Regions from separate parts of the Mus musculus genome. Here region 2 is linked to region 1. The links are chromatin contacts, called in public HiChIP or PLAC-seq maps. All regions are on one chromosome and are shown on one strand. Each heading gives the region's core, a stretch centred on a gene start, on an enhancer-like site or on the middle of the called end of the contact. The rest is flanking DNA. Distances are from core to core; before and after follow the strand shown. Region 1 overlaps Gm31202 (a long non-coding RNA gene). Region 2 has its middle 44 kb from the start of Gm31330.

Region 1 (6,939 bases), core at 2,936-5,435:
CTATACTCACATGAAGCCTGTCTGCATGGGTACTAAATATTCAAACACTGAATCCTGTCTGCATGGATACTAAATATCCTCACCTGGGCCTGATGACTCAGGTCTGTCATCTCAGCTATTTGGAGGCTGAGTCAGAAATATCACAAGTTCAAGGCTACAGAATGACTTCAAGACCACCTGGGCAACTCAGTGAGACCCTGTCTCAAAATAATAAAGAGTAAAAAGATACCTAGGAATATATTTCAGTGATAAAGAGCTCAAGGCTTTAGGATAAATCTCTAGCAGCAGGAAAAATGTAAAAATTCTCAGGCTAACTCAACACTTTTGCAGGTCAAGACCAGTGATTCTTTCCCGAAAGAGGATGTGTTGGTATTTCTGAAACTGGCTGGTCCTTTGCATCACTAACTGCTGTGTAATTCTAAGCCTTGGCACAACTATGATCAAATCACAACGATGATTCAGTCCACAAGACAGTGCATGCCTATGTAATGAACTCCATTAAAGCTGTACAGAAGTTCAGACCAGGAACTATGAAGCCCTGCCCAGAGACTACGTTCACACTAGTCACTGATCATCTTTGTAAAGCAAACCACAAAAGTTGGTAAGTAAATGGTGATTTAAAAGTGGGAAAGAGACACTATCGTATTTATGAGAAAGGTCTTAGATAATCTGATAAAATAACATAGTCTCTATTTTTGAAATGAAGAGATATTTAGTTTTATTTTATAGAATTATTTCTATTTTATGAGTTTAGTATTAGGGTATAATAAATTCTTTGGTTTTTTTTTCCTATAGGAGAGCATTTATTATTCGTCACACAATAAAAAGTAATTATCATACAACTATATTACCATTGAACAACTTAATTAAAGAAGTGGCCTAACTGTGTTGCCTTTTCTATCAAATGGCCTAGCTCTGAAAAGATGGTGAGTATTTCTTGTTTTCCAAGTAGAAAGTGGGTTTTCTTCCTTTTTTATTGATGTAAATTTGTTCTTTGATAAGTTCATACATGTCTACAATGCATTCTGACTCCTTTCACTACCACCTTTGCATCTCCTCTTTTCCTCACAGGCAGAATATTTTGGGTTTTTTGCTGACCTACTACTAGAGCCATTGGTATGACCACAGTTTGGAACCTTATGCGATTTTTAGGAGGGTGTCCCAGAAATACAACCAAAAGTTCTTATCTTTATTCTGCAATTCCTCTTAATTTTTTTAAAATTTTTCAAAGAACTATTTTAAAAAAGGGAAAGAAAAATAATAAAAAAAAAAAAAACCCTGAACTTGTGTTAATCATTCAAATGTTGGAGCCCATATAGGATTAGAGAGCATGACTGTGTTTCCTTGGGAAAGGAAATAATAGCGTGACCAACCAATTGCTGTAGAGACAGAGGAAGATGAGGCTAGAGGGGAGCCGGGAGCTGTGGAGAACAGAGTACATAAAATTACTCTGGAGAGAAGAAGACAGCAATCTGAGCCTTTTCTTCTTCCCAGTTTGGGTGGTGATATCCTCAGATCACTCCTATAGTCGATCGATTCAAATCTACCTTAATCATTCATAGGAATGCCATAGAGTTTATGCCAGGAGGTTGTAGCTGCCATGTCCTAAGCCAACTCTCTGAGAAAATTGCATCAAACAGAGCAACCTGCACTGCAGATACCAAAGGAGATGGTGCATCATGAAGAAGGCTTGCAATTCATCATGGAAACAAAGATGCAAATGGAACAGGAAATCAGGAGGCAAGAAGATGAGAGTATATGGTTCTCCGGATTATAATTTCACTTTTTTTTATCATGAAGAAGTTGATCTTTTTGTTGCATTTTCACACTCAATTGTTTTGAGAAGAATTTCATGTTTATTTCATGTTTGATGCATTTCAGTGTTTATTGTTTTGGAAATACTGGTTGATCTACAACAAGGTATTACATATTTAGATAACCTAACACATCATTCACTGACAGTGGGACATGGGGTGAAAAACAACAGTCACACAGCTGAAAACAGAGCTAGACACTTCTCTAAAAGGAAGGCGGTCTTCTGACACATGATAGAGATTGGTTCTAGCTCACCAGGAGACATGGGGATTGGGACAGAAGGCAGCTGTGGGAAGAAGAAAATCTTTCTAGCAGCTGAAGACTTGAGGGGGATGTTGCTGCAATCTCTGCCATTAAAGAAGAGAGTGAATGATCTATCTTTCCAGGCTATGCTATTGTTTTCCTTGTAGGTTCCCCTAAATTGCCTTGTGTTGCTTTTCCTAAACTGTTGATGATTTTTCTCACTCCCTTCCTTCAAAGGGGAAGTACCTGGCTTATGTAGCATGCTCAAGGCTGACCTGGTGCCCTAGTTGCTTGTTTTGCTGTAATAAAAAACCAAGACCAACTCATGGAAGAAAAGATTTGTTTGGCTTAAGTGTTCTGATCATAGTCTATGGCTGAGGGAAGTTGGGGCAGGAACTGAAACAGAAGCTGAGGAGGAACCCTGTTTGCTGGCTTACTCTAGATGGCTTGCTCAGCTTGTTATTTATACAATCTATGACCACTTGCCCAGGGGTGGCACTGCCCACAGTGGGTTAGGTCCTCACAGACCAATCATTAATCATGAAAATGCCCCCTACAGACTCCTATAGGCCAATCTGGTGAATGCATTTTCTTAAATGAGGCTTCTTCTTCCCAAGTAAGCCTATCTTATATGAAGTTGACCAAAACCAAACCAAAACAAAACGGAACAAAATCAAATAAACAAACAAAACCTACCTAGCACACCTAAGCTACAAAGTGAGACACTGTTCCTAAAATAAACAAACAAAACTCACATGTTAATCTACTCTACCTGAGTAAATATACTCTCTGTCTCAGGCCTGAGCTACAGCCTTGGTAATAAGCCCTGAGCCATTCTTTAGCCTGCTGTGACTCCCTTTCCTGTGCACAAAACAGCAACAGTGCAGGAGGTTCTAAGATTTACCTTCCTGAACTAACTCAACAAAAAGGGGATGCTGAGTTCAGCACATGGTGTTCAGTATAAAGGTCTGCAAATGCGATCACTTTGGGGCTGTGGTTTTCATCAGACAAGCCGAGGTAACATTTTAATGTGATCATGTGCACATACCAGGGCCTGATTTTCCTAAATTGCTCTCCCTAAATGGAATTCCTTTACCAAAGCACAGACCCATTCCCCCGCCCCCCCAAGGGGCATACTAGTGTCGTTCTCCAATGAAACTCAATTCTGCACACATTAACTCCGAGGCAAGGCTCTAGTAAATCCACTTAAACCCTTCCATTTACTTATTGTGAAATTATTTGATTCCATATTTTCTATTTTAAAAGATCAGAATATGTGTAGCAGTGGGAGATAACTCCTTAGGCTTTTGACTTGTACATTCTCTCTTTCAGAGAGTGACTCGTTCATTTTGGTTAGATGCACGTTTATCATGATGCCGTTGGCTGAGTAAGACATAATGTTGATCATTTTGCTGATAATGTAAGGCTTAGAGAAGGCTAACACTTGTGCACATCTGCCTTCTCCAGCTCTTCCAACACTGTTAAAGAATGTCTTTTTAGTTGGATTTTTGAGATGTGTATTTAAAAAAAAAATCTGAGTAAACTTAATTTTTGGAATCTTTACAATGCTGACAGTGAGCATTTCCCTGCACACAGCCTTTAGTAGAGCAGCCAAGGTTGTCATGGTGAAATGGATCAGCGCTGTTTGCCAGGCAGCCCATGGAACTGCAGACAGGCTGTTGGTACAGAGCTAGCTACACAGGCCACCAGTTCATTATCTATAGCTGAATCTAGGTCACTGGGATTTGTTGATGCTGCAGCTGATCCTGAGGTACTTCTGTCTCCTTCAGTGTTCAAAAATGGCCCATGCACACTGGGTATCCCTTGTGGCTGCAAACACTGCAGGCTTAGATCCTCTCCTTCTGCACGATAAGTGTTAGTCTTTGCATTTAATTAAAAACTCTCAACCGTTTAAGCTGGAAAACATCACAGGTTTGCCTACCTCCGTGTGTGCCTCTGTGTGTGTGTATGTGTGTGTCTGTATGTGCATTCATGTACGCAAAACTTGACATGGAGATATCACACTGGAGCCTGCATTTCTCTTATTAAAATGCACATTCCAGAGGCATGAGCTCAATATTACAATCACATTCCTCTGTGAATGTAAACATTAGCCAGCAGCAAAGCTTGGCAGCTCTTAAAAATGAAGAGTGCTCAGGCTTTCCTCCATCCACAGCATGTGCCGTTTTCTCCCTAGGTACATAGTTTCACTGTGTTTGTGGTGGTGTATCTCAAATGGTAGGATTGTGGTGGTCTGGGCACGTGGTCAAAGACCAGAGCAGAAAGGCTTCAATATCTTTTCCCATTCACTGGTGCTGCTGACTGTGCTCTCCCATGATTGTCCTGCTATGTAGATCAGGCTGACCTCAAATGAACAGAAATCTTGACTGTGCCACTCAATGGGATTAAAGTCACGAACCACCATCCTTGGCTACCATGGATTTTCAAATAAAGCAGTGGAAATGACCTTTTTTTTTTTTTTTTCTGTTTTGTTTTAAAGCAATGTCAGGAATGGAGGTACATGCCTATAATCCCAGCATTCTAGCAGCTACGGCAGGAGGATTGTATGTTCAAGATTAGACTACACTGTCTGGTAAGAACCTATAGTGGTGTGTATTGCAGGAAACATTAAAAGAGAACAAGTTTTCGCACTAAGTCCGGCTACTCTCTACCCCGCCAACCCCACTGCCTCCATGGCTAGCCCCATGCAGCAATTGATTGCAGTCTTCCTAGCTCCAGTTCGCTTGCCTCAGTGGCTTGTTCCTAAAACCACAAACCCCTATGGTCTGTGGTACCATATTCCAGTAACACAGTAAAACAAAAGTCTTGAAGCTTATAATTAACCAGTAAGATTTATATATCAATAAATTCTCAATTCACAAGATGGCCACACAATAATTTCTGTGCCAATTGATACTGATACAAGCTGCCCACCTAGATTAGTCAAGTTACCCCAATTATTTTATCCCAATATAGTAGCATATCTACCCATGGCTATTCAAAGCCATGATGGTTCTGCATCATCCTGTCCATAGATCTTGCTTCCTGTCTCTCCCTCCATCCCATCTCTCAACTCTTAGCTATACCTCCCTTTTCCCTGTCCAATCACAGGCCTCCTGCTGCACTAAAATTTTAATGTAATTGGAGAGGGAAAATCCTGCCACAGGTTTGACTCAGAAAAGTCCCCATAGGCTCATGTATTTGAATGTTTGGTTCCCAGTCAGTGGAACTGTTTGGGAAGCATTAGGAGTTATGGCCTTGTTGGAAGAAGTGTGTCACTGGAGGTGGACTCTGGGGCTTCAAAAGCCCACTTCATGTCTCTCTCTCTCTCTCTCTCTCTCTCTCTCTCTCTCTCTCTCTCTCTCTCTTTCTCTCCATCTTGTGAATCAGATGCAAGTGCTCTGCTACTGCTCCAGCACATGCCTGCCTGCCTCCCTACCATGATGAACATAGTCTAACCCTCTGAGATTGTAAGCAAACTCTCAATTAAATGCTTTCTTTGATAAGTTGCCTTAGTCATGTTGTCTCTTCATAGCAATTGTAACCTAAAGACAGAGTCTATCAATCAATCAATCAATAATAAACAAAGGAGTGAATAGATAAGGCCATGAACTATATTTTGAAATAAAATCTTCCTAGACATTGTTATTTTTATGATCCTTTTCTTCCCATTTGGGTTGGGTTTCCCATGTGAAGTAAGTTACTTGATATTGAGCAATCTGTTTTTATTTAGATTGTACCATTTGAGTTAATATTTCCAGCTTCTCAGGTGAAAGAATGTATATACTCAGATCCTAGCAAGTCACCAGCCTTGCACTGTGAGTCTTTTGTTAATTTAGGTAGAGAGGGAAAAGCAAAGCCTTTCATCTCTACAACATTAAGATTGTGGCATAGGAAGATTTATTCCATGGGAAAGCTGAAGGAAATGGGGCCCGAATGAAAAGATTAACCTTGCTATGAAGACACAGGAGAAAGTGAAGATGATTATAGAAAAAAATATAAAATAAAATGCTTGAAGCCGATAGGAAGTGTAGTAATTGCCTTCTGCAGACAGGCACCCTGTTACTGATGACTGCAGTAGAAACTCAAACCCGTGTTTGCTTTGTGAGGATGGTCATTAGCACTTTCCTGCTCTGTGTCAGTCTTCCCTGCATCGATGCCTGATCAACATCTCTGTTGTATCACTTTCAGATATGGGTAATGGGTATTGTGCACATGTGTGTATAAGAGACTCTGTGTGTGTGTGTGTGTGTGTGTGTGTGTGTGTGTAATTAGTTCAGCAGCAAGAATATCAACAATGGTTACTGGTGCTCAGGTGTTCAGTTGTGTATTGTGATCTCTACCTCCAGACCTCAGTCAGGTTCTGCTACACAAATAGGGCAATGCTCCAGCCATGTGGCCTGCATGTGCTCCTTCTAGAAAAGGGTATACATTCATACTCTCATCACATCATTTCCTGCCAAAAAATACACCCTTTCTTACTTGAATCCTTCCCTCCACTCAAAGTCTAAGTACCCACTCCCTGTTGCACGAATTTCTGTGCATTCATATGGCACTACCTATGTGCTGTCAGCAATTACCTTGAATAATCTACCTGAGTGATCCTATCTCATATCTGAAGACAACGCTTCCTTATGGCAGGACTTGTGTTATAACTTCTTCTTCCAGCATCTACCATAGGTCTAGCATTTTAGAAACAAGATTTGACTTCAGAATAGTATCTGGGGAAAAAAAAGAAATCTATGCAAATGCCATAGCTATAAACTGGGAGGATATTTTCATCTGTGATATGTCTTGCTGCTTGAAAGTGAGGAGGGTATGGTGCTCAAGGGTGATTATATACAGAAAACTCAAGCAAATGTAGAAGCCCAGGAGTGAGTC
Region 2 (6,939 bases), core at 3,042-5,541, 120 kb before region 1:
GTTAGGATATCATTTTCCTGGAATGTGTTGTGGAATCCAAAGGCAGGCACACACATGTCAGGGAACAGGCTGTCCTCTGATGGACAGAGCCTAAAAACTAAGGTAAATACATTCATGCATTCATGTTGACATTTCTTCATAATTTTTTTATTTATATATTTAGATAGATTTTGGATCTTAGGAAGAATCAAAGCATACCGACTATTTGTTTCAAACAACTTAATCCTGAATGACTGTCCCAAGCAGCCTTATTTGGAGGCCTCCTTGAGTATTACATCATGTTCTGGTATCACTGACTCCCACTGACGCCCACTTGTTCTTGAGTTTTCCTTTTATAACAAGATTGACACAACATGATGACTAAAGAAGCAAAGCTTCCCAGGCCAATTGAGTTTGTTAGCATATTTGTAAGACTGCGTTTGTTAAAGTACTGAGTATGCAGTTAGGTAGGAATATATCACCTGAAATTCCAATCTGGAAGGCCTACCACTTTGGCTACCTTCTGAAGATTCTCCATGGTTTGGATTGGATGAGGTGACCACTCATCTTGGACACAAAGTATTCAATATATGTGCACTCGAGGGTGTGTGTGTGTGTGTGTGTGTGTGTGTGTGTGTGTGTGTGTGAGAGAGAGAGAGAGAGAGAGAGAGAGAGAGAGAGAGAGAGAGAGAGAGTTAGTTAGTTTTTAAAATACTTGAATTTGGTTCTGTTTCATTCTGTAAATGTTACCTGGAGACAGAATTGGCCCCATTTCACTGATCCAGCATGAATAGCTGATTTGCTAAACATGCATCCTGGGACAATACCTTTCTATATTCAAAAGCTGATCCAGAATAAATGGGGAAAATCAGAAACTGCTTCCCCTTTTTATTTTGTTAAAAACCTTCTCCTTCCTTTCTTTCCCTGAGTGTCTATTCTCTGAGATTTGCTTCTTTAAAAGACAGATCAAAGATATTGCTAGCTAGGAGTCAGGAAGTTAGTGTCACCATTCCTCAGAGGTCAGCTGGAGAGCTGTGTCCGGCACCATGGGAAGTGGCCCCTGATCAAGGAAACACGGCCATGTGACAACCAAGAATCATCCAGAGCCAGACAAGCGGAAATATTCCAGGAATGGCTTTGTGGTTAACTGTGTTTTCCCACAAACTCCTCAGGGATTTTTAAGGAACCTGTCCAATCTCTGCATGCTTATGTGAAGATTATTGCCTGAGTCCTTTGTTTCTCTATTTTCTACATTGATTGTTGTTAAATGAAACGTAATTGATCCATAAACAAGACTGTAAATGGAATGAACTAGAATGAAACTAGTTCATAAATAAAAAGTAATGGATAAATAGATACATAAAATATTCTTAGGATTTTTTGGAAGGAGTGGTTGTTTATTTGATTTTATTTTAAAGGGTTTCATTGTTGTGCTATTGTTTTGTTTTGTTTTCTTTAGTGAGAAAGGACAATACCAAAGCTTCAAGTTAAAGCCATCTATACCTGCGGAGGTCTGGTAACAGATGACAACCTTAACCTGACCTACTTGGTTTTCAAATGGTCTTGCTCCGCATCCCATTCTCATTAGTTATTGCCTTACCTTTGGGCTGTACTGTTTTCTTTTCTTCCGTTAATGGAGCAATTTCCCTGCCTGAAATGGCACAAACAAAGGTAAGTTATTTTGTGCCAGAATGTTAGCAGGAGCCCATGTAAAGGGAAAATAACTGCTGGTCACATGAGTGGGTGGGCAGAGCAGGAGAAGGATGATTTTCACGTGCCCAATTTTACATGAGTGAAAAGCCAACACAGAACAGATCTCTACTATCCATTACCATGGCTTGCTTGCTTTACCATCATTGTAAAAGCCAAGGGCTTTTACTCCAATGACCTAATTCCTCAACTTCTGTCCCAATCATGTCATCCTTCTTCCTGTGAAAGAATTTCTTCCCAACCTGGTTTCTTCGCTTTTAGAATTAGCCACGTCAACACCTCAGTCTACATGCTTTCCCTTACCCTCACCAAGGAGGGTTATGTTTGAATTGAGTCTATATTATAGATTAATTACAGCACCAGAGAATGAGGTTCAATTTAAAATCAGGGCAGGGAAATTGCTCCATTAACGGAAGAAAAGAAAACAGTACAGCCCAAAGGTAAGGCAATAACTAATGAGAATGGGATGCGGAGCAAGACCATTTGAAAACCAAGTAGGTGACTTCTACCTAGCATAAAGGTTAGAGGTTAGATGTGAAATGCTGCTGTTATTATTGTTCTGAAACAGAGGCAAAAGATGAAGCTTTTCCTATAGATGATTGGTATCACATTTGTTGGTTTGTTAACCCAAGCAAAGCCATGCTTCACGAAGACACTTTACAAATAAACAACAGCAAAATCCATAGGTGGGAACAGGGAGAAAACAGCATTAAGAAGGGAATTCAAAGAAAATCTGTTGCAGAATCCTTTAGTTCTGGGATTCATTATCTACTGCTGGTCACAATCCAATAGTAAATATTTTAGAGTTGGTGCGACATAAACAATCTCAGTAGCAATTTCTTTCCTTTTCTTTTGTTTGTTGTTTTTCTTACATTTTAAAATGTAAACACCATTTCTGATTCCTTATTTGTGTACAAACCACCCACACACCAGACTGGGCTCACAAACTTTAATAGATTGTAATATCTAAAGCCAAACTTTGTCTTAGATAATCTATACAAAACTTTTTAAATTGGAGGCTGGGAAAATGGCCAAGAGGCTTATCTCCCTTGATTCTCTTACAGAGTTTAACTCCCAGCAGCCATGGCATGCAGTATGCCACCATTTGTAAGACCAACTCTCGGGGCTCCAATGCTGGTTTTTGGCTTCTTCAGATACCCACACACACACATGCATACACATGTTTAAAAATAAATATAAATAGATTTAGAACTTAAGACACTGAATTGTTTAAAAAGAATTTCACTGGGTTATGATTCAAGGGTAGGAAACAAGTTTTAAAATTATAATCCAAGCTGTCAGGTCAGAGGGCAGAATTATCAGTTTTCCTTTTCTTCCTCCATTCCAGAAAAAAATAATAAATTTAAGAAAATAATATTAAAAATGGGAGTTTTCTTTAAATTTTCCTTAAAAAGTCATAAAATACCAAAATAATTGCTGTCTAATATAGCTTTAGATGGGACAATCATGTATTCTTCATAAGTAGAATGATAATATTAACTTTTGGTTTAGTTATGTAAAGGGAGAATGGCCTTATCACATCTACAATTGGAAAAATGTATGAGAAAAAAATATCTAGTGCTAAGGAAACTAACTTAAGAGATAAACTATAAAATGTACAGTTGGGGATAGCAACATTTTTTTTTAATCAGAAAAAGTAATCAATGATTGTTTGTTAAAATTCTTTAATGTGAATGTTCTGGAATGATTAACAAAGCTAAGACCATCCTTCTTGGAAGGCAAGTGTCAGCTCAACAGAGAAAGGCACGACCTAGATTCTGTCACTGCAACGACCCTACTGTCAGCAATTTTATTCTCTGGTATCTCTTCAAATACTAAGAAAAATTTAAGCCTTTATATGAATTTTAAACTCTCACTTGTAAGTGATTCCCATCATGTTCTCATCAGGAAGAAGAAGGGGGAGGAGGAGGAGAAAGAGGAAGAGGAAGAGGAGGAGTTGGATAGTCCTGAGCATCCCCAAGGACTGCTAATCTCTTTCTAATGTTACCTGTTCCTCCAGACACCATGCACCTTTAAAGTAACACCTTACCCATATTGTCTCACAGGAGCCCACCAAAAGTAACTGAAGACTCCAGCAGTGTATCTTTGCCTTGTGGCAGTCTCCCTTTGTCTCCAGCTCTCCACAGAAACTTCCTTCTGGGAGTCTAGACCATGACTCTCCATAGCTCTCACACATGGATTTCAAAACTCCATCCCTGATTGCTGTCTGCTGAAACACTATAGCATCAAAAGCAAGTGAATGCTTCAAGCTCAGAAAGTCCTCTGGACTCACATCTAAAGCAGCACTCTGTTGGTTCACACTTTAAAACAAGCTATTTGGTACCTGCATATCCCCAGTTCCTTTTGTATGTTATGTATCCATGCTCACCTGCCACTCTCACTAATGTTCAGATAGGCATTGATTTCAGATTGCTTCAAAAGCTTTGTCATAACACGGCACTGTCCTTTCCCTGGGTGTAGCCATTGGAATGCTCTTTATTTGAACTTGAAATGTACTGTGATGACACAGATATCCCTAAATCTTGACAGTGGAAACAAAAGAGAATATTAACTTTTAACATGACAGCAAAGCCATGAGTCACTCTGAGCTCTTGTTTACTCTTCAGAGTGCCAGAGGCCTTACTGTGGCACAGGTCATGATCCCTGCCAGCCCTAGGAATCATATGATTTTTTTGACTCTGGTTGTAAAATATGTTTGGCTCTCATAATTTATACTATTCCAGTGGGATTCCCCTTATATTTACCTCTTAGATGCTGTCACCGTTGCCTTCTCCTAGTCTCCTAGTTATTCTTCCTGCTTCATATGTATGATGATTTGGACATCTTGCCTTGTTGGGTTGTTTTGGTATTTTCTTATCACTTGAAAGAAGTAATGTAAGATGAGAAGGGTTTGTTTTGATCTCGGCATAAGAGCTTATGGACTATCGTGGTAGAGAAGGCAAGAGTGAGGTAGTAGAATCATGAAGCAGCTGGGTCAGTGGTGAAGAAGCTGAGGTCATCCTGAGGTATGCCAGGTTTTAATAACACACACCAATGGCTATTTTTTTTTCAAGGAGGCCACATACCTCCTGAAATCTCTGTGATCTCTCAAAGAACAAACAAACAAGAACATTTGGGAAATAAATGTTTAAATGTATCATCCTATCAGGAATCCTTCAATTAAAATTATAAAAAATGATCTTCCCTAGCATTCTTAATGAAACACTCACTCTGCAATTACTAGAATGGGGTAAAAGTTCATATGAGATTCGTATTTCTACTTGTTCTGCATATGGGTCTTTCATGCCAAAAGTGCAACAAAGTCAGAGATAAAGGTCCAACTCTGGCAGGCATTATTACTGACTGGATAGTAGATAATGACTTGGAAATACTAATGAAGCACATAAGGAAATTTTAACACAAGAAGATGTATGATAAATAGTTTCATTAACCCTTTTTAGAAATCTGAAACTGTCCTCTTTAATTTTTTATTGGTTTCTTCCTATGGTAATATTATTAAAATATCTCATTTTTAAATTTCACAGCACAGTTACACACAAGTACAGAACTCAGTGTGCAGGTCAGTTACGTACGTGATACTGTAACTGACCATGCACAATTGGGATAGTTGTCCATAAAAATGAAGAAGGTTTTTAACACTGTTGCTTATATTTAACAAAAGATAATGGTGTGCTATGGGTCTGCTTTTATGAATAAGTTTCTACATATACATTTAAATTACACTCATATAAACATACATTTCATATATTTATCACATAGCACACACACACACTTCATAAGACTATTGAGAACTTTTTGTTGCAGACTCTTTTTTTTGTGATTTTCTCTTTTTTTTAATTTAAATATTTTTATTACGTATTTTCCTCAATTACATTTCCAATGCTATCCCAAAAGTCCCCATACCCTCCCCCACCCACTCCCCTACCCAACCATTCCCATTTTTTTTTTAGCCCTGGCTTTCCCCTGTACTGGGGCATATAAAGTTTGCATGTCCAATGGGCCTCTCTTTCCAGTGATGTCCCACTAGGCCATCTTTTAATACATATGCAGCTAGAGTCAAGAGCTCAGGGGTACTGGTTAGTTCATAATGTTGTTGTTGCAGACTCTTAAGCACCATCCTAACACTATCTCTTTAAACACCACCTTTATGCCAACCATCCTTGGTTACCATCCCTCAGAGTGCTCTTACAAGAGTGATGACATAACCTGACTTCTAAATGTCACACTAAGTGTTCCATGGTGAATTGTGTTTCATTAAAAATTTCTAAGACTCTAGCTACATATGTATCAAAAGATAGAGGCCTATTAGACACGCAAACTTTATATGCCCCAGTACAGGGAAACGCCAGGGCCAAAAAGTGGGAATGGGTGGGTAGGGGAGTGGAGGGGAGGGTATGGGGGACTTTTGGGATAGCATTGGAAATGTAATTGAGGAAAATATGTAACTAAAAAAAAATTCCTAAGACAAAAGCCTAATCCCTGTAATCTCATAACTTGACCTTGATAGAGGTGATTAAGTTACTATTGGGACATTATAGTAGGTCCTAAGTCAATAGAATAGGTTATTGAACACAAATCACAAAGACACGGGGACAAACAAAGCAGATACAGTTTTGAGTATGAATATCTACCCATTACAGAGCAAGATCCAAGAAGCAACCAAAGGGCCAGTTCCTTAACATTGGACTTCAATCCTTCAGAAATGTAAGGACATAACTTTCTGTATTTTAAGCCACCCAGTCAGTGACCTTTTGTTATGGAAGCCACAGCCAGCTGGCGTACTGCATAACTTACATAATTCACAAAACTTTCAACATGAAGAGGTGGCCCAGACATGTGCCCACAGACAGGGGAGCCAAAGACTATGATGATGTTAGTGAAGTTATTTACTTCCCACTGGTAAATTGCAACCATTATGAAAGAGAGACTCCAAGATCATGTTGTGAGGATTAATGAAATAACCTTGGATAAGTGCTCCTTCAGAGATTAATTCCATAATTTTGTCACCTGTGTTCATGATTTTTTTAACTCTTCTTTAATGCATCTTGTATAAAGTGTGCAATACCAACAGTCCTTATTAATCTTCTTTCTTCTGTATCATTACTAATTGATGTTGCTAGGACAGAGAATGTTGTGAACCAAAGATAAACAAGGGTGGCAGGCAAATAAGTCAGAAAGCAATGAGTTCCTTCATTTATAGCTCAACATTATACCTCTTAAATTATATTA

The links. HiChIP or PLAC-seq counts read pairs in DNA pulled down with a chosen protein or histone mark.
Region 2: an HNF4G HiChIP or PLAC-seq map of pancreatic cancer cells shows a contact between it and region 1. The contact joins two enhancer-like sites. A contact is called at or near these places in 1 of 15 datasets of contacts at CTCF or cohesin (the NIH/3T3 cell line), 2 of 484 Hi-C or Micro-C datasets (myocytes and ventricular fibroblasts) and 2 of 115 datasets of contacts at active chromatin or transcription factors (fibro-adipogenic progenitors and pancreatic cancer cells).

What each region holds. Positions count from the first base shown.
Region 1 is chr10:37,354,672-37,361,610 of GRCm38.p6, reverse strand. Gm31202 (a long non-coding RNA gene) reads left to right here. Exons shown (of 3, transcript XR_380243.2): 2 at 331-601; 3 at 796-913. Among named protein-coding and RNA genes, the nearest start is that of Gm31202, 6.2 kb to the left of the region's middle. Within about 2 kb of position 4,185, at least 103 of the 459 cell types and tissues checked have an H3K27ac peak or open chromatin away from gene starts, as enhancers often do. A contact at or near this core is called in pancreatic cancer cells, where this site is marked.
Region 2 is chr10:37,477,858-37,484,796 of GRCm38.p6, reverse strand. No RefSeq gene overlaps it. Among named protein-coding and RNA genes, the nearest start is that of Gm31330, 44 kb to the right of the region's middle. Within about 2 kb of position 4,291, at least 39 of the 459 cell types and tissues checked have an H3K27ac peak or open chromatin away from gene starts, as enhancers often do. A contact at or near this core is called in pancreatic cancer cells, where this site is marked.